2 separate regions of the Oryzias latipes genome follow, and region 1 is linked to region 2. The links are chromatin contacts, called in public Hi-C maps. All regions are on one chromosome and are shown on one strand. The core of a region is the stretch at or near the end of the contact, and the rest is flanking DNA. Distances in the headings are between cores, read along the strand shown.

What was found. Hi-C and Micro-C count contacts between places; a contact is called where the count stands out from the background.
Region 1: a Hi-C map of embryo shows a contact between it and region 2, with 2.7 times the contacts expected there. The contact joins the promoter of jarid2 here to the enhancer-like site in region 2. A contact is called at or near these places in 2 of 5 Hi-C or Micro-C datasets (embryo and fibroblasts).

Annotation. Positions count from the first base shown.
Region 1 is chr11:23,832,147-23,839,444 of ASM223467v1, reverse strand. jarid2 (protein Jumonji) reads left to right here and starts at 4,735. Exons shown (of 18, transcript XM_023960183.1): 1 at 4,735-5,310. The coding sequence starts at 5,266.
Region 2 is chr11:23,741,852-23,748,693 of ASM223467v1, reverse strand. jarid2 (protein Jumonji) reads left to right here. Exons shown (of 18, transcript XM_023960183.1): 6 at 2,103-2,347; 7 at 6,010-6,842. Among protein-coding and RNA genes, the nearest start is that of dtnbp1, 46 kb to the right of the region's middle. Within about 2 kb of position 4,488, at least 5 of the 8 cell types and tissues checked have an H3K27ac peak or open chromatin away from gene starts, as enhancers often do. A contact at or near this core is called in embryo, where this site is marked.

The sequences.
Region 1 (7,298 bases), core at 3,486-5,985, 91 kb before region 2:
GCTCTCTTGCACGGCAGCCTTCAACAATTTTGGATCCAAAGAAAGTGATGAGAGTGTGAAATGACAGCGTTCTGTTATATGCGGGTATGAGAAAGCTGTCGTGTAAGGAAGGCTCTCACATTACCTGCAGCTGCTGCGATTACTGCAGTTTAGCTGAAAAGAGACACACCAACACTGAAACCTGTTGAAGAAACTATGAACTGGAGAAAAAGAAAGGAGATAAGAAAACAAGCCTTTCAAGTTTGTATCAAACTTGTGGTGCCAACTTTAGTCATTTTTCTTTTCTTAGCGTGGTTCTTAGATTATTTTGTACCCAACAGGGCACTGCATGATGAAAAAACACTGTACCTAGCACTGCTGGAAGTATTTCACAACTCAAAACATCTTCTAAAACCCACTCATTGAAAATCCAATTTTTGTAACAGGGACAAAAAAAACTGTTTGCATGATTTTTGGCGAGCGTGCACTAATCTGTATCAACACACACTTTCTTGTAGTACTTAGAAGCCAAAACTTGTTCTTAACCCTTTAACACTGGAGATGTCACCTGTGACACCTGAATAGCACACACTCTTCAACCGTTCATGCGGTCAACATGAATCAGATGTTTCTGGTTTAGAGAACAGAAGCTTTTCATTTCGACTTTGCACCTATTTAATGACAGAATCAGCAGATTTTCTTTAATTGCATAAAGAGTTGAAGGGTTACAGTGGTCTAAAGAACGCCAAACTCCACTGTAAAAGGATTAAACAGGATGGGTAGTTAACTTTGATTTCCCTCATAGTTTGGACGGTCAGTAAAACAACGTCTGATTGCAGCAGATGTTGCAGGTTTACCGCTAAATAAGATGATTTAGCAAATTTCTATGTTTCACCTAATGCCAATAAAAAGGACTTTGTCTACAAAACAGTTAATCTGTCACAATTATCTAATTCATTGCAAGAGTTATGTTCTAGAAATAACCCCCAATAGGTGAAATTCATGAAAGGGTTATAGTTATTTTAAGCCTGTAAAATCCTTCACTGCACATTTTATACACTTTTTTTCAGACAGAGATTCACATTATTAAACTTTTGTCTCTTGTTTAAACTCTCAAGGTTCAAATCTTTGTACAAAAATAAATCTGGTATTATTGAAGGAAAAGACAGATCTGATCGCAATCAAAGATTTACGTAAATGCATCAAACTGAATGCATTCTTTACAGGAGACATGGTACAGAGGAGATGGTTTGACAAGGTCTACAGCCAAATCAGGATGCAGAACACAGTTCAAAGAGCATCCAAAATTGCACTGATAAAACTCTGCAAAACAGGAGGACCGCGAAAGGAGAACCACGACATAGCGAGGGACCACTGCAAATCACAATGGTGTGTGTTATAAAATGCAAAGTGATCGGTTTACCTTATGACTGCTGCAAGGACACATTACGTAAATTAAAGGTGTCGTTCAAACAAGCAGATACGACGAGCACCACGGTTTGATTTTTGCAAGGGTGATTGCTAACATAAACTCTGGAGGGGAACAAAGAAGAGAGGTCTCGTACACTTAAGCGTTCTGGTCCTGGATTATTTGTTGAGAAACCAAAGCAAGAAAGTAAACTAGAGATAGTCAACGATATAATCGTGGTGTTGAGAGAAACTGAAAAAACAGTCCACGACAAGAGAGTGAAGAAGCAGAACTCACAAGCTTGTTACTGAACCTTAGTGCGGTTCAGTGGTGGTATGAATAACACAAATCAGAAACCAAAGGAGAACCAAGAAAATAATGCTGCTTTTTTACTACAATTGTCTCATAGGTAGAGTTTTGTTGAAATGGGTGGAGAATGCTAATAATTCTTACACCTTCAGTTGGTTTAGTTTACTTTCACAATAACTGCTCCATTGAGCAAACAAAATAACAAAATGGTCAATGGGTTGCAGAAAAAATCTTTAATTTTAAAATAAAACCAAGAAAAAAAAAAGCTTATCTAGCCCTCTATCTTGAATTAATAAACTCCCCCCCCCTACACCATGTGTTCCTACCAGATATGTTTGAATGTTTTTCATTATTTACACTTTTTCAAATTTCCACATGAGATCTCTTGTTGCTTGCTACTTCTAACGCACAAAAATCTTATCAACACGTGAGTTGAGAGTTCAAGCTGACCCAGGTTCATTTGTTTTAACTATGACAAAGGTTTTCCGGTTGCAAAATGAAGACTATTCGAAATGAAAGGAATCCTGGTGTGACTCAAATTTGCCAGTGTGAATGTGAATAAATGGGAATAAAGAAGGTACAGTGCATTGTGAATCTGTAAGTTAGATGTATAAAAAAGGTGAAAGCACTTGTAGAAGTCAGAGAACTCTTTTTTTTTAATTTTTTTCTATACCTTTTGGTCCCATAAAGGCTCCCAAGCAGACAAGCCACCAAACAGTTATTGTAATGATTGTGTCATTTGTTTTTTCTTCTAAGGATACAAAATATGAAATCAGACTAACCTAAATGATGCAAAAATTAAAGGCCCCTTTTAGGTAAATGTAAGAATTATTTTTTTAAATGTCATTCATATAGAGAAATAAAGTTTTCAAGATGAGAAGTTTCTGTAATTAATAAATTAACTATACCGTTTGAGATTGTTTGAATACAATGTTAGTGTGTCTGTGTGTGTGGGGGGGGGGATTCCTTTGCATGCAAATGTGGGCACTTCTTTTGTTTATTGCCCATTTAAATAGTTTATTTTTCCTGTTTGTTTCTCTCTTTCAACAACAGCTATCTAGAACTGCAGGCAAAGTGGCTGTAAATGCGTCACTGACATTTGTTATCATTATTTTTACCTTTCCCTCCACATTTTCAGATGTGAAAAAACAGAATTCATCAGATATGTTAACCTTCAGGAGAAGATTTGATTCTTCACAAGAAACCTTGGTGTATTTTTCAGATTTTTCTAAATCAGAACACAGACATGATCAGATAACGGTTATGAGATAATGCTGTTTAAATCATAATCATGCTATTTATTTGCTTAAATCTGATAATTAGAGAATTTAGATAATGATCTTTACTGTGCATGTTAATTGGCTTTTTAGAAAAAATGCAATACATTGTTTGAATCACTAATTTTAACATAATGAACCACAAAAAGTAGGAACATGTGTGTTGTAGATAATTTCTCTGTTCATAGTGCTTCTCGGGAACCATTTAGAAAACATTTTTAAACTTCTGTTTAAATGGTGCACATTTAAAAGGAGAAATTTGGCAAACTGTTCATGCACGTACTTATCTTGGCTGCTAATCCCACAACTGCATGTTCCTTACAATTGGGTTATCGTTTAGAAGAGAGACAAAGAGGCTTTTCAACAGTTTAACATTTAATTCCAAGCATTGCTGTAAAACATAACCCACCAAACACAATTGCTGGTACTTATGCATTAGCATTCCACCTCAAGAGGTTTTTCTACTTCTTATATTGCAGAGATTAAAAATAAAAACGGATTGAAATTGATTTGACCCGTTAGTATCCAGCGAATAGGGTTACCATTCCACCGCTACATTTGTTTGCCAGTTTCTGTTTTGACATTTTCAGTAAAATGTGAATTCGGAACTTCCTTACAATTTTGTGTCTGAATTCCTTCACTATTCAAGATCGAGTGGCCCAGAAACTTCCTAGAAGTATCTGTGAAAAACCAGTGTTCAAACGCAATGCATTGTGGTCTATATTTGCAATCCAGTGAGCATTAATCCACACTGGCAGAGACTTCTGGGAAGTTTGTAGGGCAATTGGTTTTGGAATTGTAGATTCGGACAGCACTACAAAATCTCGAACACAGTATATAGTGAGTATTGAAGAATTCGGACATAGCTCCATTTTTTTTTGGTGCTAAAAACGGCATTACCATAACAAAAGTCCACAGGCAGCGATCATGCAATAGACCAAAAGATGATCCGAGTGGAGCTTTAAGGTTCTGAAAGTCATGTAAATTTACGTAAGCTTGTATAGCACTTTTCTACCTTCCTCGATGGCCCAAAGCACTTTCCAGTCACAAACTCATTCACCCATTCACACACTGAACTCCATAGGCTCCAACCTTGCACCAGAGGCAAGGTAGGGTTCGGTGTCTTGCCCAAGGACACTACGACACATGGGCGGAAATTGTGTTTGGTGGGTTATGTTTTCCAGCAATGCTTGGAATTAAATGTTACACTGTTGAAAAGCCTCTTTGTCTCCCTTCTAAACGATAACCCAATTGTAAGGAACATGCAGTTGTGGGACACATGGGTGGGAATCAAACCTGCTATCCAAGGTCGACCACCCTACCACTGCACCATGGCCGCCCATGTAGCTACTGGTTGTTTGTATCCTTAAGCTTCCATTGGCTCTAGCCAGTCACAATTCAGAAGTAGTTCTCAGAATTGCTGGGGGCTGCATAATATTGATTTTGTGACAGAAGCCTGTGGGCCGGTGGCCGCACTTGGCCTATGGGTCGGACTTTGGACATGCTTGCTGTAGACAAAACACCCTTATGCAGAAATACCCACATTCCCTTACTTGCTGTGGTACATTTTTCAAACCAAAACACGAAATAGACTACATATAGAGATGGATTCTCCTTTTTCCATCCCATTTTTTAACAAACGCCCCACGGGGGAACGAAACAAGCGGCCAGCTCGCGAGGGCTGTCTCTCCGGGACTTTGAAGTTGCCGCTCCGCGCTCGTGCGCCTCCGTGATAGGCGGAGAGGCGGAGGCCGGGGAAGAAAGGAGCTGCTCTCAGTCAGCAGAGCAGTGCCGCTGGAGAGCTCTGTCGATGGTTGCGGGCTCCAGCCAGAAACACCGCGATTCCTAACGTTTTGTTTTTTTATTTTTCTCTTTTTATTTATTGCTTTCTCACGATGTCATACCGGGCAGGATGTGACTTGCTGACCTAACCTCGGCTATCTGCATGTTTTCGAGACGAGCGGGTGCGCAGAGTGGCCGAGCTGTTCGGGCGAATGGAAGTTATTGTTGTGCATTTGTTTTGACTATGTTACCCCCAAGTAAGTTTGGGTCCAGTCCGTCTCTGTCCGTCGTCGACTCTTGAATCGTGGGGATTTAGCTCCGACTTCTCCGAGGAGAGAACACCGCCGGAGGATTCCTGCAGCCTACGGCCAGCGAGCTTTTCCGACCGAGCCGGGGATTTAAATCGTCATTTGGCGGAGAGCTCCGGGAGAGGCGAGAGTCAAAAGAAAGAAGAAATTCATGTGGCCATTCTCTCTATAGCCAAACATTTTTTTTGGGTGGGATTGCATAATGAGCAAGGAAAGACCTAAGAGGAATATCATTCAAAAGAAATATGTAAGTAAACCCTCTTTTTTTCCTCCTAAATGCAGCTCCTGTATTCAAGTTCGCTCGGCTCGCCTCGATGAAAATGCACAAACTTTCATCGCGGGCTGTGAAGGTTACCGTCAGGCAGCTTTGTGGGGTTGTTTCCATTAAATGTGAGCTTTTGTCGGCGTGTCAGCGCGGATCTGGCCGTGAATTTAAAGGTGCAGCTCGTGTTTATTCTTCGATACCCCCCCACCCCCCCATGTTTTATGCTATCTGAACACGGGCTGCTTTTCGCTCGTTTCGACTCGGTTTTTTCACGCGCGACAGCGGGAGGCAACGCGTCTCCTGGGTCGTGTTTTGGGGGTCGTGGATGGAGAGCCGTGGTCAGACGGAGGGTCTCAGAAAACTGGGCTTTTGTTCGACCCCCTCGCTTCTTGCTACTCGAAGCAGCGCAGACGAGCCTGTCGGCCATAGCTCGGCTTCCATTTCGTCCCATGCTGAGCGTTTCATCTCGGCTTGTAACCGAGCTGCTGGAGGACTAGGTCGGCCAAATCAGAGGCGTTGTCGTATCTCTAAATGTGTATATAATTCACGTTTAGGGTGAAATAGGTGTCGTTTTTTGGTGGTGGTGGTGGGGGGGACTGACTGCATGCTGTGGCGGCTCTTTAATTTCCTCCATAAAGAGTGAGGCAGCGCAGAAGGGAAGGGGGGTTACGCGAATCCGCATTCTCACCCAATTTCTATCACGTTACACGACGAAGGTTACTTTCTTTTTGGGGTTTATATATGTTTTTAGCCTATTACCCTCTCGACCAGGTGACGGGCGACAGGCTGCCGGTATTTTAGCTGTGACCTCTGTGAAGGTGCCGCTCGGTGAGGGGGCAACTCCATTTTTTTCAGCACTAAGGCTAGCTTGCCAACCTTTTAGGTATCGACCTCAACGGCTGAATTCCTGCCGAACGGAACGCCGCTCGGTCGGCCTGTTTGAACGCGGTGCTCCTAAATGACCCAGTCTTCTCCCACTCCCCTCCTTTTTTTTTAAGAGTCTGTGTTCAGTCGCATTGCAGAGGCTTATGTATGTAGCGACCATTTTCTTTTTTGTCCGAGTATCGCTGAGTTTGATGGGAAGGGCTGCTCCATGCTCCTTTTTGGGGGTTCAAAAGTAGTTCGGCTAGTTTTAACCCGAGCCCACCGCATGACTCATACACGTATATATTATTATATATTTTTTGAAATTTCGGATCAGAGTCCGTGACTTTACACGAGAAGTTTATTGCACTTCTGATGTAATGATTGCTGACCCAAACGGACAACATGTATTGTTTAAAAAGCCCCATTAAGTCAGCAGAACTCAAAGACCCCCCCCCCCCCCCCCCCGCAGTGACCTCAACAAAACGACACGCGGAGTGGCTCATAAAGAAAATAGTTCCCCATGTGGGCGTTTAAAATCCACGAATAAAACCCCCCAAAACGAATTGAATTCTTATCCATAGATGCAAAAAAAAGATTTTTTTTCAGAGTATTTTAGTTTTATTGGTTCCTAATAGGAAGCTTGGTTGTATATTTTGTCTCAATTACCAGCAAGGACGACTCATGCAAATGCATCCTTATCTGCATTCCACTGATGATGATTTTACTTCTAACATGTTGGTGCCAGTTTACCTGCTTTTATTGATGGGAAACGGTCCATATCTGGGATTTTTGAAATGCCAGTGAAAGTAGCAGAGCAGTCATTTCTTTTAGTCATAGCACTGACTCAGCTGTGATCTTTTTCTGACCATGCAGTTTCATGTAGTGATGTTGCAACAAGAGGCCTCGCCTGCTCACATTTTTTCACCCAATCGGGCTGTTTTCTAGTAACTCTGGGCCGAGAAAGCAGGATGTTGTGGAAATAGTGACTCAATCAAATAAAAGTCCTGGTTTAGAATGGAGCCATGGACTTTCATGTTTTTTTTTTTTAGGAATAAACGTATAGCTTTTGGCGTCAAGTCCTAATTTGCCTAGTGTTGAGACTT
Region 2 (6,842 bases), core at 3,239-5,738:
ATTGAACTACCGTATTTTCCGGACTATATGTCGCTCCGGACTATAAGTCGCACCAGCCCAAAAATGCATTATAAAGTAGAAAAAAACACAGATAAGTCGCACTGGACTATAAGTCGCATTTTGACGGGACATTTATTTGACAAAATCTGAGACCAAGAACTAATAAGTTCCACAACCTCATATGACACAATCATAGCAGACTGTTTATCTCATAATTTCACAGTAATTCTTTCTCAAACTTATTTATTTATTCCTTTCATGAAGCATCATTGGCCAACTAATACTCTGTTTTCATCCTGTATTTGTAGAAACAGTTGTCATTTTTATTGCATTTCTGAATCTATGAAATCATTGGAAAATAGAATATTATGTTTTTAGCCTTCAAGATCTTACTGTAAAAAAGGTTTGCTGATTCTCTGAGTCACCTAACATCCTCTTAACACTTAACATACCTCATACATCAAATTGACCCAGGAACATCATCTCTGTTCCTCACAAATGAACATAACAGGAGGGTTAACAATGTATTTATTTCAATTTAGTTCTAATATAAGTCCCTGCGGAGTATAAGTCCCACCCCTTGCCAAACTATGAAAAGAAGGGCGACTTATAGTCCGGAAAATACGGTATATATTTATCTTTATGCCTTTTATAAATTAGAATTGCATGTTTTCAGTTAGAGAAGACTAATTAAAATAATCTACATTAAACACAGTTGAAGGGCAGTTGAGGCAGATTTCTAATTTGTTGGTTTAGTTTGCTCTTTTACAAACTGCCTTTATAGAATATATAGATCCTGAAGTAGAGCCTTTTAAATTGGCTTGTATTGAGTTTGATAAAAGCAAACTGGAATGTTTTTGTCTATTATTAAATGAAACTCGATTATAATTGGATTGAATTGGATTTGTCTGAACTTTGTTGTGAATTTGCACATAAACCAATTTTTTGGATTTGGATTGGACTGACACGTATTGGTATTGGTCTGTACTGATTGGCTTATATGTGAATGGACAAGATCCCTACAGATTATTGGATTGGAAGTGCCTTGTGAGCCCCTTAACAAAAACGGACTAATTTACTACCACTTTGAAACCGTAAATCACAAACAGATGGACTCTTCATCTACTGCAAATCTACAAAAATGTGTCAAATTGTTCCCCATAAAGAGATGTTTACTGTCTGCCTCTCTACCTTCCTTTAACCCATTTGAGAATGTAGACCCAACATTAAATCTACTTAAAGTTTATTTGAACATTTTGCCACTTCTATATCATCTATTTATCTACGTGGAACTAGAACATTGCTGTTTTTCCTCAAAGACATAAAGGTGCCTGGCCTTTTCTCAAAGCAGGCCTTCGTAATAGGCAAGACTGTGTTTTCTTGTTGTCATAAATATTATGTGACCTATGTTTCCAAAGAGATGTTTTGTTGCCTCAAAACAACAAAATCTTGGGCCTTGTTTCTTACCTGTACAGCTTACCTGTATGTTGATATGGAAGCCAGTTGCAAATCCTGTGTGTTAATCTCTTGATTTTCCTCCCAATATGTTTTTCCAAAATGTTTAAATTGATTCAAAGCAAAACATCAGTTTGACGAGCTGTTACCAAACTTGAAGCGTGTCAAACTGGAGAACCCTTGCTGTTTAATTGAGGCTTTTATTGTGAAAGATGTGCATGCATTCTACACTGTATATTTCAGCAAACATGACGGAAACAAATGAAAAAATCTTCCAGAATGAATGAATGAACTGAATGTTATATCAGTAAAATGAAGCATTACAAATGCAATGTTTTGATGTTCAGCATGCACATAACAATGAAAAGTATGTTTTTTTTCTTCCCCTTCCACCGACTTCCTGTGTGGTCTTAAATGGAGACTGGCTTTCACTTTTCATGTTAATGCTTCTTAATCCAACAGGCCCTTCAATCAGATGCTAATATTTGAGGAAATACTGTAATTGTTCCACGCTTCCTCCTAAGACATAAATACTAAAAGATTAGCTCCTTAAGAATGTTGCTACACATGTTAGGGTCCTCTATTGATCACTGATCACGTTTGCATAATTCCTGATCTGACGTGTTCCTCCTGCTTCTTCCTTCCAGTTTTCCACAGCCACACTAAAGCAGGGACCAGGGAAAGCCCGAGGCCCAAGGCAGGGACACATAGCAGGGATGCACCCGCTCCACCGCTGCCACCTCCTCCACCCCCACCTCATCCCCTACTGAGGGAGCGCAGTGAACGGGCAGAGGCCCGGGAGCACGCCAGGGAGCTACAGGCCATGGCCAACGCTCGCGGCTCGGCTAACGGACTTCCTCCACGAAGGGCGGCTGAGGAGCTACGGAAGCAGGTAACCCTAGTGTGACGTTCCCTGGAATGTAGAACAACCCCAATTTAGCCGGAGTTCTTTAATTCACACGTTGGCTACATCCCTTTTTTAACTTCCCTTCTGCAATTTCTCCAAATGAAGCTTCTTCTTTGTTTTTTATAGCCGGTTTCATGTCATTTTTTCCTGTGGTCTTCCTCTTCCAGCACGTATCTTTTTATAATCTTCCACATTCTCTGCTCTTGCACTCCTCCTCTTCTCCATCCATTGTGTCTGGGAGAGTAATGATTATGTTTTGGCCTGCCGCGACTGCAGCTATATTTAGTAGTGCTGGCGAGGGGCTATGAGATCCTGCCTCCCTCACAGCGGCAGGTTTCAAGGAACCCCACCAAGTCAAATACAAAAACGACTTTAATGAGAAACCAGCAGCTTTTTTTTGAATTAGTGAATGAAAAGAATAGGGGTTACCTGTGCCTTTATAGTGTGTCATCCTCTTTCTTTTGTTTGCAGTAGTGTTCTCTTTTTCTTTGACTGTTAGCATGTCAGCCTCTAATGCTTATTCCTGTTGTTATGGTCTGCAGCCTCTGGGGCTTCAGGTTTGTAGAAGGTGCTGCGATTGATTACCCCACAGTAGGGCATTGCCATGCCAACACAAACTGCTTTCCTTCAAGTTTTTCGAGTTTTCTTCATTGGATTTTCCTCTTTTGGACAGACCACGTGTTGGCAGACCGCTCCCATCCAGATTGAATCTTTTATTTTCCTAATTGCGGTCCTTCCATGCTAAGAATGTCAATGTGTGCAGCGACAGAAGCACGTTTACACACTTGAGCAGCCGTGAAAAAACGGACTCAGCTGTGGAAAAGGTGAAGTATTCACACACAGCTCTGAGACCAACGAGGTTTTGCAGCAGAAACATGTTACAGGGGCTCGTTCGTGTTTATCTGCATCTCTTTAGACTTCTTCAAATTGCTGGTTGGATCAGCTTTGTCTGCTGTGGACCAACTTTTGGCTCTCGGTTCACTTGCAATAGACTCCGTGTGTGTGTGTGTAATGTCAGGCCTACCCTGCCATGCAGTTTTAATCCATAAGCGGATGAGGACAGCAAAGACATGCATAGATCCATTTGTTTGCAGAATAGGGCGTAGCAGGGAGCTTAGGTCCGCCAATTGTAGTTTCTACAATTTCTTCAGAAAGGCAACGTCGGCTTAATTTTCTTAATTTATGACCTCCATGATCAGAAACGGGATTGCTACAAAAACGGCTACAAAACTCTGTTTATGTTGGAGCTTCAATCTGTGAGCATGAATTAGGTCCAAAAAAAATAACCCTTTTATGTCAAAAACGGTAGAGACAGACATCCAGATCTGAAACAATAACTAAAGCAGCAACTTTTCTTTCTCTCCCCCCCTTTTGACATCCACCTAGACTGGGGAGTCACACTCTTCCCTTCCTTTCAGTCAGACTCCGGCAAATGTTGCGTGTTGGAAGGAGAAAAAAAAATCCTTCCAGGCCTCGGCTGGGCTATAGCAACAGATGATGTCATGTAGACCCACCTACTTGTCCTATCTCCCTTCCCCACTCACGTGATGCCCAAATCCACTTCTGTGTTTTAGTTTTTCTCTCTCCCTTTAAATTAATTATCCCAGACTCTTCATCTTTCTTTCCTGTCTTTTCTTCTTTCCTTCAGTCTCTGACCCTCCATGCCAACCCAACCCCCCCCTTTTTCCACCAGACCAAATAATAACCTTCCAGCCCTCCTGGTGAGAAGCAGCCCACTGAGCCCTCCTGTGGCAGGATGTGGTCATTACACCTGGGTTTGTCCACATTTGTCAACCCGAGTCTGTTTAAGGATTCAAGCTGCAAAAGCAGACATTAATCTGCTTGATGAAAAGCTTGTCCCTGATTGATGAGATTTCCCTCCTTTTTGAAAGAGTGCGTGCATGTTTATGGGGTGTGAAATGCATTATGAGCCTTTCAAAAGCGCTGTATTTATATTTACGCACATCACTGCTGCATGCAACTTCCACCTCTTTCATTCACATCATTCCCCCCTCCTCCACAGCGAGGGCGCTTTTTCTGCGTGTGATTGACGGAGGGAGAGTGACGTTTCAAGCCCTCCCTTGTCTTCTATTGGCACGGACTTTGTGCCATCCCCCTGCAACCTGAAACCAACACAATGCGCACGCACAAACACTCGCACAGCAACTCTTAAAAAGGCGAACCTGTCAATGGGGCCGGCTGTCAGCTCCCTCCTGTGGCGCCCCAGCTGTGATTGATAATTCCATCTTTCCCTTCCCTCCCCCTGTCCATGTGACTCGAGCCTCTCTAAACAGAGCAGTTAAATTAGTTAAATAAGAGGTTGGAGCACCAAAATAAAAGCAGAAACGGATACAGACATGCAGTCACAGTTGGCTTTAAATGTTGTCTCCACGGACGGGATAACTGTTTCCTTTCCGAGATCTCTCTCCACCAAAGTGTTACCAAACTACATGTAAAGCCTGACTGAAATATTCTCTTTTCATTGACACAAACATCCTGTTCCATGCTGTCCTGCCATCTCCTTCAGGAAACCATTGAGCTCTTCCGGTTTCTCCTGTTTGTGTCTTTCCTTTTTTTGGAGTGATTGCCAACAACAGTTTTTCACTTTTTCTGCTTTTTTTCCTGCCTCCTTCTAGACTGTAGTCTTGCCAAATGTTTATATCATTGGTCACCGACCTTTTTCAGGCCACGGATCGGTTTAACATCAGACAATATTTTCACAGACCGACGCTGACGTGGGCGTCCAATTATTATTATTATTATTACTTTTAAGAATAAAGTTTATCTACATCCTCAACCTGTATCTGGTTTAAACTTCGTTTATACACTAGATTTGATGTAGAAACCATTCTAATTTGATGGATTTTTGGATTTTTCTTTAACTGTCAACGTTAAAGCTAAAACATCCGACGGCCACTTCAGCCTTTAAGATGCAATGGAGGAACATTTTCTTACCATTTCAGCAAATTTATCAGCAGCGTCCGGGTAACGTTAGACAGCCGGTTGTTGAATATTATCCATTATGATTATGTGTAGGAACAACTCTCGCAATAAATCCACTTTTGGAGTAAAGACTCCTGATTTTTGTTTGTGAAATGCAGCTTTCTTTTATTTTGAACTGGAGGTTTCTTCTGTTTCCTTGCTGGTTCTTGTCTGCAAAAAGAATCTTTCCAAATTTGTTTGTTTTCGTTAACTTTGCTGGCGTTGTGGCTTCAATTTAGCGGTGGACGCAGCCGCTTTAAGAAAGTAGTGGATGAATTTTCAACACGTGACCAAAAGGCTCGACATGCGTCAAGAAGGAGTCTGACGTGGGGGACAATCCAGAAGATTTTCAAAATAAAACTTCCTTCAGAATCAGTTATAAGTAAAACAGGGAAAACTGTAGGTTGGGTTTTTTTTTTTTTTTTTTTTTTTTGCGGCTTGGCACCAACTGTTCATGGACCGCCGCCTGGGGTTTGGGAACTGCTGCTTTTGTGCACTGAAAAAGTTCTGGTTTCTACAAATGTTTCTGACCTGAGCTGCCAGATGTTTCACTCTGCAGCTGAGAGTTTAGGACTTTCCTGTTCTTCCTGTTATTTCTTTTCCACTTTGGTAATGTAATTGTTCAGTTGATCAAACTTTCATCGTTTTCTTTCTTTACATTTTAGGTTTCGAAAGTGAATGGGCTGATGCGAGCGAACTCGGCACAAGCTGCTGGTGTTTCCAAGAGGAGCCGCGACATCCGACTGCCGTCCAAAACTGTGAAGAAGTACACAGCCACCGTGTCCAAGGGCCACGTCACATACACCAAAGCCAAACTGAAAGAACTGGGCAAGAAAACCAAACTCAGCAGCAGCAACAAACATAACAACGCCGCCTCGGCAACATCTTCAGCGAACAATCACAATCAGCACAGCCAGCCAGCAGCCAGCAACGGGCTGGCCAACTCAGGAAAAGCAGCAGCACCAGCCCATCACAGCAATGCAAAAACCCGCAAACAGGTGCTACTGTCCAATGGGCTGCACAACGCGTCTGCCAACGCCCGGCCCAACGGCAGGCTGAACGGGCAGCGGCACAACTCCCTGGCTAATAAGGAGGTCAGGCAGAAACACTGCCAGCAAGGCCAGAGTGAATGCCCAGGTCGAGAGGGACTGCGCAATTCCAAAAGGCGTCTGGAGGTGGTGCTCAACTCGGTGGCTACAGGAACCGCTGAGCAGAAAGCCAAACCGAGCGGGACGGATCCTAAAAAGGCCAAGCTCCAGTCCACGCCTCTGGAGACGCGCAGCAGCAGCAAGAAAGTACATGAAGAGAAGGCGAGCAAGCAAAACCCCACCACTCCAGTTTCTAACGGACACGACTCAGAAACTGCCCCTCCCCCCAAACAAACTCAGCCTGTTACCCCCCCCTCCAAACAAAGCTCACCTCCTTCTACACCAGCAGCCAATGTGGAGCCGCTGAACCAGAGACCGAAGCGAGCGTCAGCTGGCAAGCTGATGTTGAT